Linked DNA regions of Mus musculus: region 2 is linked to region 1. The links are chromatin contacts, called in public Hi-C maps. All regions are on one chromosome and are shown on one strand. The core of a region is the stretch at or near the end of the contact, and the rest is flanking DNA. Distances in the headings are between cores, read along the strand shown. Region 1 overlaps Frmd4a (FERM domain containing 4A). Region 2 overlaps Frmd4a (FERM domain containing 4A).

Region 1 (5,821 bases), core at 1,203-3,702:
CCTGACACACTTCTTAACAAGCTCCACGGGGACAGACGGCTCTACCTTCCCATTTCATCTTTCCTCTGGCATCTGCAACTGACAGACATTTCCATTTCAGAATTCTCAGCCTTATTTGTTCAGAGAGAGAGAGAGAGAGAGAGAGAGAGAGAGAGAGAGAGAGAGAGAGAGAGAGAGAGAGAGAGAGACGGAGAGGGAGAGGGAGAGGGAGAGGGAGAGGGAGAGGGAGAGGGAGAGGGAGAGGGAGAGGGAGAGAGAGAGAGAGAGAGAACATCACCATATAGAAAATAGAATCGTATCTGCAGCCGCAGGAAGTTCCCCTATTGCCCAGGAAAAACATCAGTAGCAACATCAGTAGCAGTAGCACAATGTAAACCAGCATCTCTAGTCTGTAGCAACTGCTTAATGAAAACAAACAGCCGACTACAGCCACGTAGCTTACCCTCTCCACGCTGCGCCTTCTCAGAGATCCATAAGGTATTTTCAGAAGTCTCTGAGGTCTGTTTGGAGTCACGGCAGTCTGAACTACCATGGTGTGGAGCTGGGAGTGATCGTGTGTGTGTGTGTGTGTGTGTGTGTGTGTGTGTGTGTGTGTGTGTGTGTGTGTGTTGCTAGTAGCAAAGAGAGACTAGCTAGCGTCCTTCTCAGAGCTAAACTGTGGTCTTCTGGAGAGGTTTCCCAAATATCTAAACGCTGAAAGCGTTTTCTGCCCAGTGAATTAAGATGTGGTTGGTCAGGAGGTGGGGGATGGGGGAGAAAGGAAAACAGCCCAAGTTCTCCAACTTCAGCTGTGTGAAGCAGCGCCTTCAGCTTCCTTCTAGCTGTCCCTGCAGCTCTGGCTCAGCGTGACCTGCTGCCCCAGGAGTGGGTACGTGGTGCTTGTGAGGAGAATGATCCAGAAATGTCAACTTGGCTTCTCCGGGCTTCGGATGGCAACCAGGTCAGTTGTCTCATCAAGGGAGTATCGGACGCATTATTCACCCCACCACGTGATGCCCAAGCCCCTCGGCTGTACAGTAGGTCACGTGCTTCCCTTAAAAGGACTAAGTGGAATCTCCCCTACATCTGCAGCAGAGATTAATTCAAAATCCTGCATTCTGATTTCATTCTCTTCTAAACATTAAAAAATATTTGAAGACTAGGAACAATACACAGGAGGATTGAGGGTCTCTTTGGATTCATAAATTACCTCTATGAAACTGAACATCAGACACGAATGTTTTTTCCCACTAGTGCCTCCAACAGAAAATAAATGTACGCATCAAATTAATTATATGAATGCAGTCCACAGGAAGGGAGGTGGGGGTTGTGGTGGGAGAAAGAAACCTGTCTTTGCTACCTTTGTATGCATGGTTCAGATGAATCAGACCAAAGTTGTTGTGTGTGCCCCACCTTGTGCAAATGTGCTTAGAATGTTGTTTTTTGTTTGTTTGTTTAAATTTTTTACATTATTTTTTTATTTTGTGTGCCTGTGTGCATGGGGGTGTCGGCTTGGGGAACTCCCCAGTAGTGGTGCGGTCAGAGGACAATACCCGGGAATCAGTTTTCTCCTTCTAGCCGTCAGTCCGGGGGACCAAACACAAATCTTCAGGTTTGGTGGCAAGTGCCCTCACCTGCTGAGACGCCACATTTGCTCTAGGACATTCGCTTTTTATGCCTGCTAGCGAGCAGGACTAAGTCACGTGTGGTTTCACAAAGCTTTGAGAAGACTCAAGCGCAGCTTCATCCACATCTGCCACATCAGCCGATTCTTTTCTGATTAAGGTGGCATTTCAACAGGTGGTTCAAGTAGGCTATAGTTTTAACATTCTATAGCATTTGTAATGGCTACATCGCCAGTTAACACCCCCACCCCATTCCTATCAATTCACCTCCTCAAATCAGCTCACTTCCATTGCAGAGAAAGGTCACAAGTAATGGAATTTTTGTTTGCTTCTCTTGAGGAAAAGAAAAAAGTTCTACACACACACTCATACATACACATACTCATACACTCACATTCACATACACTCATACACACTCATACACACACACACACACACACACACACACACACACACACACACACACACACGTCTGCCCTGGTTTTCATGAAGTGACGGTCACTTCCTCTGAGGGGATCCCAGGCTTAGCCTGATGTTGCTCCCATGCTGGGAACTAGCTTTTCTTTATTCTCCACAAACCCCTGAGCTCAGTTTATTTAGAGTGATGGAAAAGAAAGTTCTGTTTATTCAGACAAACCTAATAGGAAATGGGGGTGGGCGGGAAGGGAAGAGAGGTTTTATGCTGTTAAGGAATGAATCAGAGCAGAGAGACCTGGAGGACTGGGAAGCTGTGGTGCTGGGCTGGAACGAACGGTGGGCAGGGTCCTCCCACGCAGACACACACTAAGAGGCAGTTAAAGAAAGCAGCGGGCCCACGTGGGAAAGTCCGAGTGTACAACAATCAGGCTTTGTTCATAATTGGTTCCATGTGTGCGGTTGGGGCGAGCAGAGGGTGAGCGAGAGGGGAGAGGCTGCGAGAGAAGGAGCCCTTGGATATCTTTGGAGAGAGGTTTCAGGTTACATGTCATTTGTCCCCAGAGCAGAGGCTACATCTGCACCGATACTCAGACATTCACCCCAGTCTGTAGGGTCTCTTGATTTTCCACAATCACACTAGAAGGTGTCACAGCTTTGAACAAAGGATGGATGCAAACACTTATATGTCCGGAGTTACAGGGTTTTGTTCTTCCAGGGTTGTGTTCTGAGAGAATACAGTACATGGTTGCCTCTCCTGTGACCCCAGCCCCGGCAAAGCCCTTGGGAGCTGAATTTATTTATATTTCAGTAAATGCAACTTCCTGTTTCCCAGGGGTATTAGTGGGGGTTTCGCTGAAAAACTAGAGGCTCTGGTGGTATAGTTCAGACTTGTAAGGGACACTTTGATGAACTGAGTGCAAATAAAACAGAAGCACATGTGTTCAATTATGGTTAAATACGTATAGAAGAGAATGTTAATGGAAATCAAAATAACCCTGAGCCAGACTCCGCACACATTGAGGCCCAGCACATTCCACCCCCTCCCCAATGTGGCGGGGGCACGGTCATGCTTTCTATAAGTAGAAAAGTTTCCTCCCACTTAGGAAGCTCTCCCCAGCCCCTGGAGAATAAATGTTCAGCTCTTCCTTATGACCTCACGGTTCTGAGTAGTCAGTTTGCCCAGAAGTATCTGATAGTCTATCCATGGAATTCTGAGACCCTGCATTTCAGGTTCCCTACGGAATCTACAGCGTTATTATCCATTACTTATTTTCATTATTAAAACACAGGTATGTTTCCCAGGAGGGGACAGACACTCATACTGATATGACCACTTGAGGGGAGGAGACTGGATGGATGCTTGCTTAGTTACCAGACACCGGGCTGGGAGGTTTCCAAAGGCTACCCTCAATGAACCAAATGGCTTCCATTGTTTGTGTTTAACTGGTGAAGAAACAGCCTTCCTGTTTGAGTAAGGTGAGCAGAGTATACAGATGGGCAGGTCAGAACTCAACTGTAAACCAAAGTAACTTTGTGTAACTGCGGGGTCCAACTTGGCCTATTCTATGGTCACCCATCACAGGGCATCCAGCAGTTTCAGAGTCTAGAAAGGAGACCCTCTTAATGGCCTTACAGAAGCTGCCTGCTACAGGATTGGTTAGATGGGCAGTTTCAAAGTCTCTGGATCTGCTGCTGGCATGTCACCCAGGCTTGACTCTAGGCCACCGACAGTCCAAAAGAGATGGAGATGGGGCAGTGAGACCCTGCTTCAGGGACTCAAAGAGGGGTTGAGTAAGAAGTGCTCAGAGACAGGTCACCTACGGTAGGCCAGGGCCTTGTGGATTCCAAGACAAGTTCCACATAAGGCACTGATGGAGCCAAGGGGAGGGACAAGGATGAGTGACAGCCTCCAGTTTTACACAGTCCTCTGCCAGCCAAGTGACAGGGAGAGGATAAAGAGCCACACAGCAGGGACGAGGGCAGAATGGGAAAGGCTCTGTGAAGCAGTGGGTTCAGGACCAGTGTCGACAATGTACTAAGAGTTGACTGGGAAGTGAGGGAGGCTGAGCGAGGATGGGACGAAGAGGAAGGATCAGGAACAGGTTTATCTCAGAGACTGCATCTTCAGTAGGTCACAGCCACCCTAGGTCATGTACATCAGGGAACAGTCGAGAGGGCCCTGGACAGCCAGGGAAGACACCACAGGCTAGGCGTCAGTGAGTTGTGGGGCTGGAGTCCTGGGGAGGCATCCTCACCCTCCAGCTCCTCACGCTGCTCGGCTTAACGCTTAAGGACTAGAGCGCTCATGCGGACGGAGGGTTTGTTTGTTTATTTGGAACATTTCCTTCCAGTCCAGAGAAAAACATTTACATGAAAGTCTTGGGTGAAGCCGTTGAGGAATGAAGTGAACTGCATTGTAGGAAAATCAATGTTTTCAATGTGCCAAAGCAAGGCGCATCAAGTCTAAGCTGTATTATAGGTCACTGACAATAGGGTGTGAAAGATGGCATGGGGGTGATGGCTTGTGGGACAGAAAGCAGTTTATGACACCAGTGCTGGTGGAAAGAGACAGGGAGAAGGAAAGAGCCTGTCTGGTGTATGTGTGTGCCTATGCATGAATATCTCTGTACATGTGTGTGTGTATGTATATAATATATATATATGTGTGTATATAACATATACATATATGTATATATACATATATACAATATACATGTATGTATATATACATATAAATATATATGTATGTGTGTGTATATATATAAAAATCAGAGTACATATGTGTTTGTGTTTATAAGTATGAATGTATGTTTGCATGTATGTATATGTTTGAGTAAGTACATGTGTTTGTATATAAGTACGTTTGTTTGCATGTGCTTGTATTTTTATATGTATGCATTCATATATGTCTGTATGTTTGTGTGTGTGCTTGTCACATACTCACAATTGCATACAGAACATTGCGAATCAGAGCAATGGGCCTACTGCTACATGCTAAAAGCTACACCCAGGACAAAAGAGACACTGACGGAACCCTGGGCCTGGCCACATAAATGTAGACTGCTCCCCAGCCCCACCCATCCCCAAGGTGAGCCTGGTGCTTATCCAGCTGTTGCCAGGTTTGTGAATGGCCAGTGGTGAGGCTAAATCCTTCTGCCCCTTGCAAGTCCACACAGTACACTCTTACTGAGAACTGTAAGTGGCTCACAGTGAACTCATCCCTTCTACTCTGCTCATCTGACAGAGCCCTGGGAGGGCAGGTCATCAGGCCGGGTGGTTTCCTGTGGGAGGAAGGGGCTGGAGTGCACACTGCAGGAGGGGTGACAAGTGGAAGTTTTAGAGGTTGAGGGCACCGTGAGAAGAAAACCAAAGAACCTTGAGCTGACAAAGGTGCTTCAGAGGTGAGCTAGAGGCCCTTTTGGGTGAGAATTTCACTGTCAGGTAGAATATAGGATCCCTTGTGTGTTTGTGTTTCTTACTATACTACCAGAGTCAAGTTAAGGGGGAATTTTTTACTTTGGCTCATGAAGGGAACCCAGTCCATCACAGTGGAAAGGCATGATGCTGGCAGCTCCCCAGAAGATCAGAAATTAGGAAGTAGAGACTGGACAGGAAGTGAGGCCTGGTTATAACCTTCAAGGGCACTTTCTCCAGCTAGGCATCACATCTTAAAGGTTCAATTGCCTCCCAAGACAGCACCCCCTAGCAGGGGAGCAAATGTGCAAAGTCAAGAGCCTGTGAGGGCCTTTTCTCACCCAAGCCCTAACAATTTCATTGCTGTTCACCAAAGCGAAACGCCC
Region 2 (5,821 bases), core at 929-3,428, 260 kb before region 1:
GGGTGTGTCCACAGGGTAATGCATTTTCTGTAGAAAATTTCGTAGCTGGGACAAAGCAATAGAGTCCCTGATAGCTGTTTTAGCACAACTTTATTTTGGTTTTTATTTTGCAAAGTAAATACTGAGAAGGAAAGCTGGGAGTAGACAGTTTTTCTAGATTAGAAAACCTTCTAATCTTCTTGGGGACATCGGAAGTGTCCTGCAGAACTGGATGAGGATAGGCAGGCAGGCAACAACACTGGCTACTGATTTTTTTTTTTTTCTCACTTAGGAGAGGGGTGGAGCTAGGGACCCATCCAGCTGCTCGAGGTTGGGGGAAGCAGGAACTAGAAGGCTGAAGGGGTGGAGAGGGCAGAGACAGCTGCTGCTGGCAGGAAAGGCTGGATGTCATTTAAGCTAAAGGCACTCTGCTCTTCATGGGGGTCTGGGGCATTTTTGTTCATATGACGTTAAAGCCCCTGGCTGCTGGACACTCAGTTTTAAGGCTGGCATTGCAAAACGAACCAACCAACCAAAACCAAAAATCCAAAACAAAACAAAACAAAAGCAACCAAACAGACCAATAAAAACCGACAATATGGAGAGAGGCAAAGGGGAGATGTCCAGTTTCCTGTTTTCCTGTAAATATCGGGGGATGAGCTCTCACTCTGCTGGTACTGCACCATCCCTGGGGGCTGCTCAGGAGGAGCCCCCATGCCCTGGTTTGCAGAGACGACAACCCATCCCTGGCACTATGATTTGGGATGTGTCATAAAGACACACCAGACAGTCGTGGCAATGACTGGGCTAGCTCCCTAAAGACTTCAGCTACTTCTATGCCCAACAATCTAATTATAAACTCAACTATGTGGTCCTATCAATAATCAGAGTTTCTACTGATCAATACCTGTTAAATCAGGGCATTTTGGCTATGCATCTCCACAAATCCCCACAGACACTTTTGTTTCCTTGCTCACTGAGCAGCCCCCTCCCTGCCCTTTGTGAAGAAAAACTGCAAATTTTCTTGAGGGTGAAGGAAAAGAAACAAGGCACACAAGAAGTGAGGGGAAACTGCCTCGGGCCACACAACTGGTTTCCGAAGGAACCAGAAATAGAAGTCCAAGGCACCTGGTCCATTACTCCAGCTGCTAATTATGCTGCGTTCCCGGGACCCCGCCAATTAGCGAGAACAGCTCTCACTCACTGATGCGTGGTTAACTTTACAAGTGGAGTGCTTTCTCACAAAGGAGCAACCAGGCGGCGGCTGTGAGAAAGGGGCTTCCAGCCAGGCTTGTTCTCCCAGACATGATCACTCTGCTTTGCTTTCACACTATAAATATAATAATAATACGAATAATACATGTGTCCTCCTTTCTTGTAGATCTACCTTCATCCAGGCTCTACAGAGCACCTGCCTCAACACTCAGCAGCCTCAGTCAGAGACTAAGAGACGACAATAGTCTTAGTTATGAATGGACGTGGGGATATAACAATAGCCTTAGTTATGACTGGAGCTTGCGTAGGAAATAAAAGCGTTAACCTAGCATGGTGGCTCTTGCTTGTGAGCCCATCACTCAGAAGGCTGAGGCAAGAGGATCAGCCTCAGATACTATCAAGTCCCTGTCTCTGATAATAAGGATTGTGGTAATTGTACGAGTTAAGAGGTTTCTAAAGATGGCTTAGAGGAACCATCAGGAAGGGGTTTTACTAAACCAGTGTTTGCTACCATCATTGGAACCCCAATGGTCCCAGATAAGGGCTCTCAGCCTTTGACCTAGGCTTCCTAGGGTCACAGGTCCTCTACTGTCTCATTCTGGTCCCAAGTGCCCTCATGTATAAAACCAAGAAGGGAAACATTTATCCATGGAGAGCAAACAAAAGTGGCTAATAACTATTGTCTTTGGGCCCTGAATATGACAAGGTGCTCTATAAATCCTTAATGAGCAGGGGCCTCCCAGACCCTGGCTCCAATTAGTCCACTAGATTCACACATCCTGTGCATGGCTGAGGACGAGGCCTCGGCTCCACTGGACTTCCTCTCCAGCCAGCACTTGTGAAGCATTGTGGGCTGGCATGTGGAGTAGGCGGCAGGCTGTCAGGATGGTGTAGAAATAACGACTTGAGAGGAAGCCCAGCCTAATGGCTCTGATTCTCCACCAGGACTTTAGGGAGCCTTGTCTTCCTCCTGTCCCCGAGGCTGAGTCATAGAGCCCCTAAATGACCTCCCTGTGAGTAACTTCCTGCTTCATCCAGAGGGACCATTATACAGAATCCAATCAGCCATCTGGATCGCGTCCTCCTTTCCCAGATGAAGTTGCTCTGGTGGGCAGAGACTCAGAGCCGCCAGAGGTTAAGTATGTGATTGATGTTGGGACCTGGCTTGTGACTTCTTGTCCTGGTCTTTTTCTATTGTGCCACAAAGCCCCAGTGAAGAGCAAGAACAATGATGCTTCAGATCCTAGAGAGACTAGCTTTGGCCATCTGATGGCACATGATGTTGCGTACATTCCAAACACGCCCAAGTTCTCAAAGAGGAGGACACATATAGTAATGGTCCCCAAGCACAGAACAAGACAGAAAGACAAAAACAAAACAACAAAATAAAAAACAAAAACAAACCCCACTTCCTAATTTCACTTCTGCTCTTTCCTGAGACACCATCACACATGACTCCCTGCGTTTATCTTTCTATCAGGACATTAAAAAAATGAGGCATCAAATAGAGGTGCCACAGAAAATTCCCAATGTCGTGCATGCAGGGGACTTGGTCTCGTGCATCCCGGGAATGTATGGGAGAAGACAGAAGCAGGCATCCGAATGAGGAAGAAGAGTTGGGACTTTGTGTCCATTTTAAATATGGACACAAATACTTTTGTAGGCGTCCAATATGGTTTACTCTATTTATAAAGAAAAGAGAGGCAGAGGTATTGTGGTCGACCACAGATCTCCATCTAATCTAAGCTCTTTTATCCACTGGCATTTGTGGATGTCTGCTTGGTACTGGCTATGCTCCTGGGCAAGAGGAAGAACACGACACCCAGCGTGTATTTTTTTTAAGACTTATTTATTTATTATATGTGTGTACACTGTAGCTGTCTTCAGACACTCCAGAAGAGGGCATCAGATTTTTGTTACAGATGGTTGTGAGCCACATGTGGTTGCTGGGATCTGAACTCGGGACCTTTGGAAGAGCAGTTGATGCTCTTAACCACTGAGCCATCTCACCAGCCCCCAGCATGTATTTCTACAGCTATCCCTTCACCCCACAGTGTATGCGTCTGCTCGTCCTTCCGCCCAGGGGTTGAAAATATTTGAAAAAAATTATATGGACTGAACACTGTTTTTTTGTTTTTTGTTTTTGTTATTTTAAATCTTGTCACTATTCCCAAATGGATATCATACCATAACTACTTCCATAGCATTTCTACTGAATTAAGCACTACAAACCTGATAGACATGAGTTAAAGTATTTGGGAACCTGAACATGTTGGCTTCCATCTATAATCCTAGTACTCAAAGGGCTGAGGCAGAAGATTGTTGGCAGTTTGAATCCAGATTAGGATGCACAGTGTAGAGAGTCCCAGGCCAGGCTCAGTTAAACAGTGAAACCCTGCTTCTAGAACTGAAAGAAGTGAAAGTATAGAGACAATCATAATGGGTCATAGGCAAATACTGCATTATTTTATGTAAGGGGTTTACTAACCCAAGGCTCTGGAACTAACTAATCGCCGTGGACAATGAAGGCCAGCTTCCATTGCCAACTCTCAGGTCACTCCATCATCAAAGGAATTCAGGGTAGGAACTCAAAGCAGGAATCTTGCAGCAGGGACTGAAGTAGGAGCCATGGAAGAATGCTGCCTACTAGCTCCCCACTGCCTCCCCACAAACAGGATCACTTTCCCAGGGATAGCACTGCCCATAATGAGCCTGGCTCTTCACCATCCATCACTGATGAAGGAAACGCCTCACAGGCAGGCTACCTTGCAGGCTCGTCTTACAGAGGCATTTACTTTGCTGAAGTTCCCTATTGACAGATGAGTCTAGCTTATGTCCACGTTGACAAAAACCTAGCCAACACAAAGACAACAACAAGATAACCTTGGCCTGGCAGTCAAAGGTTCTCCCTTCTGGCCCTGAACGTGCAAAGCCTTTTAAATTCGAATCTCTAAAATGAGATAGTCATATATTCTGTGCATATATAGGTCAGAGCTGGCATTGCAAATTCAAAACAACTCAATACCATTCTCTTGGATTCATTACAACAACAACAATAAGCAAATAACAACAACAAAAATAAAACAAAATAATAGACATTAAGAGCACAGGATTCAAAGGCATAGTATCTATCAAGTATTTGATGGCTATGTATCTTTAGAAACTTTGTGTCTTTATTCATTTTAGAACTAATACTATGAATAACAATACTTTCCTATAATGCTGCTGAACTAATGCATCAGTAGATACAGAGTGTCTAGTCAGCGTTCAGCCACTGCTCACTATTCTGATGGCTGTTTCTTGTTACTCAGTACACACTACTCTCCTTCCTAATGTAAAACATGAAAATGCTGCTTCTAGTTTTCTCATGTACCAGCTAAAGTTCAAGTTTGCACAATTTTTTTGAAAGATGATGAATATGTTACCAAGGGTATTAAAATATTTTCCTTACATGTTTTACATTTATTTATTTATTTATTTATTTAGTGTGTGAGAGACAGAGACAGAGACAGAGAAAGGCTGTCTGGGGCAGGGGGGGCGGGGGGTGGGTCAGAGGACAAAGTGTAGGCGTTGTTTCTCTTCTTCTACTCTGTGGGTTCCAGAGATAGAACTCAGGCTATCAGACTGGGTGACAAGTGCCTTTACCATCCCCCAAATCTTATCTTCTCAACTGAAATTTTCACATGGTAAGCATGAGCCTAGCCCAAGGCTCTTCATTCTATTTGGGCAGAGTTCAAGATATTCTCTTTGAGTTGTTTGTCCCAGTCATTTCTAGCGGATTCTGTCACCTGCTGATGTATATATAACTCTCTTTATATCATCTCCATCACATGAATCACCCCAAATTGCATCGATTTGTGATGTTACAATGCATACTAGGCAAGCACCCTACCAAGCCACAACCCCAATCCCATCGCAATGTGACCAGGGATCATCTTGACCATTGTCCTGCTATGACATTTAATCTCAGAATATTGATCTGAAAAATCAAATGTTCTCCTATAATAGAACTTAGTGAGGTTAGACACCATGGGGACCAAATTAGGCCCTTCCAAATTAACAAACTATGACCACAGGCAGTGAATAGAGGCACATGTCCTCCATACTTTATTCAGCATTCACAAGCATCTATTTCCTCTTGGAGATGCTTGCACACCCAGCAACTAGAACAATGGCTACTTTTTCTCCACAGCCAGATCTAATGGACTCAATGTGTTTACTCAGCCTGGTCTCCCCTCCCCTTTCACTGTCAGACACCAGGGACTCCAAACTAACATGGTTAACCCAGTGACAGATGCCCAGAGCGCGGAACATGGACCTTTTAATGGATGGCCTCTTTTTAACCCATCAAAAACCTTTTAGTTTCATTTAGCTTAAGAATCATTAGGAGGCCAGCCAATCCTTAACAGAGCCTGGAGAGAAACAGACCATTTGCTCCCCTCCTCCACTAGATTTGATTTCTTGTTGTCTTCTTCCCCTGAGGAGCTGTCTCTAGATGACTTTCTCCTCTCCATGTCAGCTTTTTCTTGCAGAAAGAGTTTAGAAGCTTCAGCAAGGATGAATACTTTCAGGAGGCACTGTGTTTGTGTTTTCCTTTCTCTTCCAGATATAATTACCATCCCCCACT

Evidence for each region. Hi-C and Micro-C count contacts between places; a contact is called where the count stands out from the background.
Region 2: a contact with region 1 is called in a Hi-C map of the N1E-115 cell line, with 3 times the contacts expected there. The contact joins two enhancer-like sites. A contact is called at or near these places in 2 of 484 Hi-C or Micro-C datasets (the N1E-115 cell line and uterus), 2 of 115 datasets of contacts at active chromatin or transcription factors (embryonic limb bud and pancreatic cancer cells) and 1 of 9 other capture datasets (adipose tissue).

Annotation. Positions count from the first base shown.
Region 1 is chr2:4,295,627-4,301,447 of GRCm38.p6, reverse strand. The region is part of intron 1 of Frmd4a (FERM domain containing 4A); the gene reads right to left. Among named protein-coding and RNA genes, the nearest start is that of Gm39752, 51 kb to the right of the region's middle. RefSeq lists an enhancer at 1-4,121. Within about 2 kb of position 2,452, at least 137 of the 459 cell types and tissues checked have an H3K27ac peak or open chromatin away from gene starts, as enhancers often do. A contact at or near this core is called in the N1E-115 cell line, where this site is marked.
Region 2 is chr2:4,551,713-4,557,533 of GRCm38.p6, reverse strand. The region is part of intron 11 of Frmd4a (FERM domain containing 4A); the gene reads right to left. Among named protein-coding and RNA genes, the nearest start is that of Gm13179, 40 kb to the left of the region's middle. RefSeq lists an enhancer at 1-1,390. Within about 2 kb of position 2,178, at least 88 of the 459 cell types and tissues checked have an H3K27ac peak or open chromatin away from gene starts, as enhancers often do. A contact at or near this core is called in the N1E-115 cell line, where this site is marked.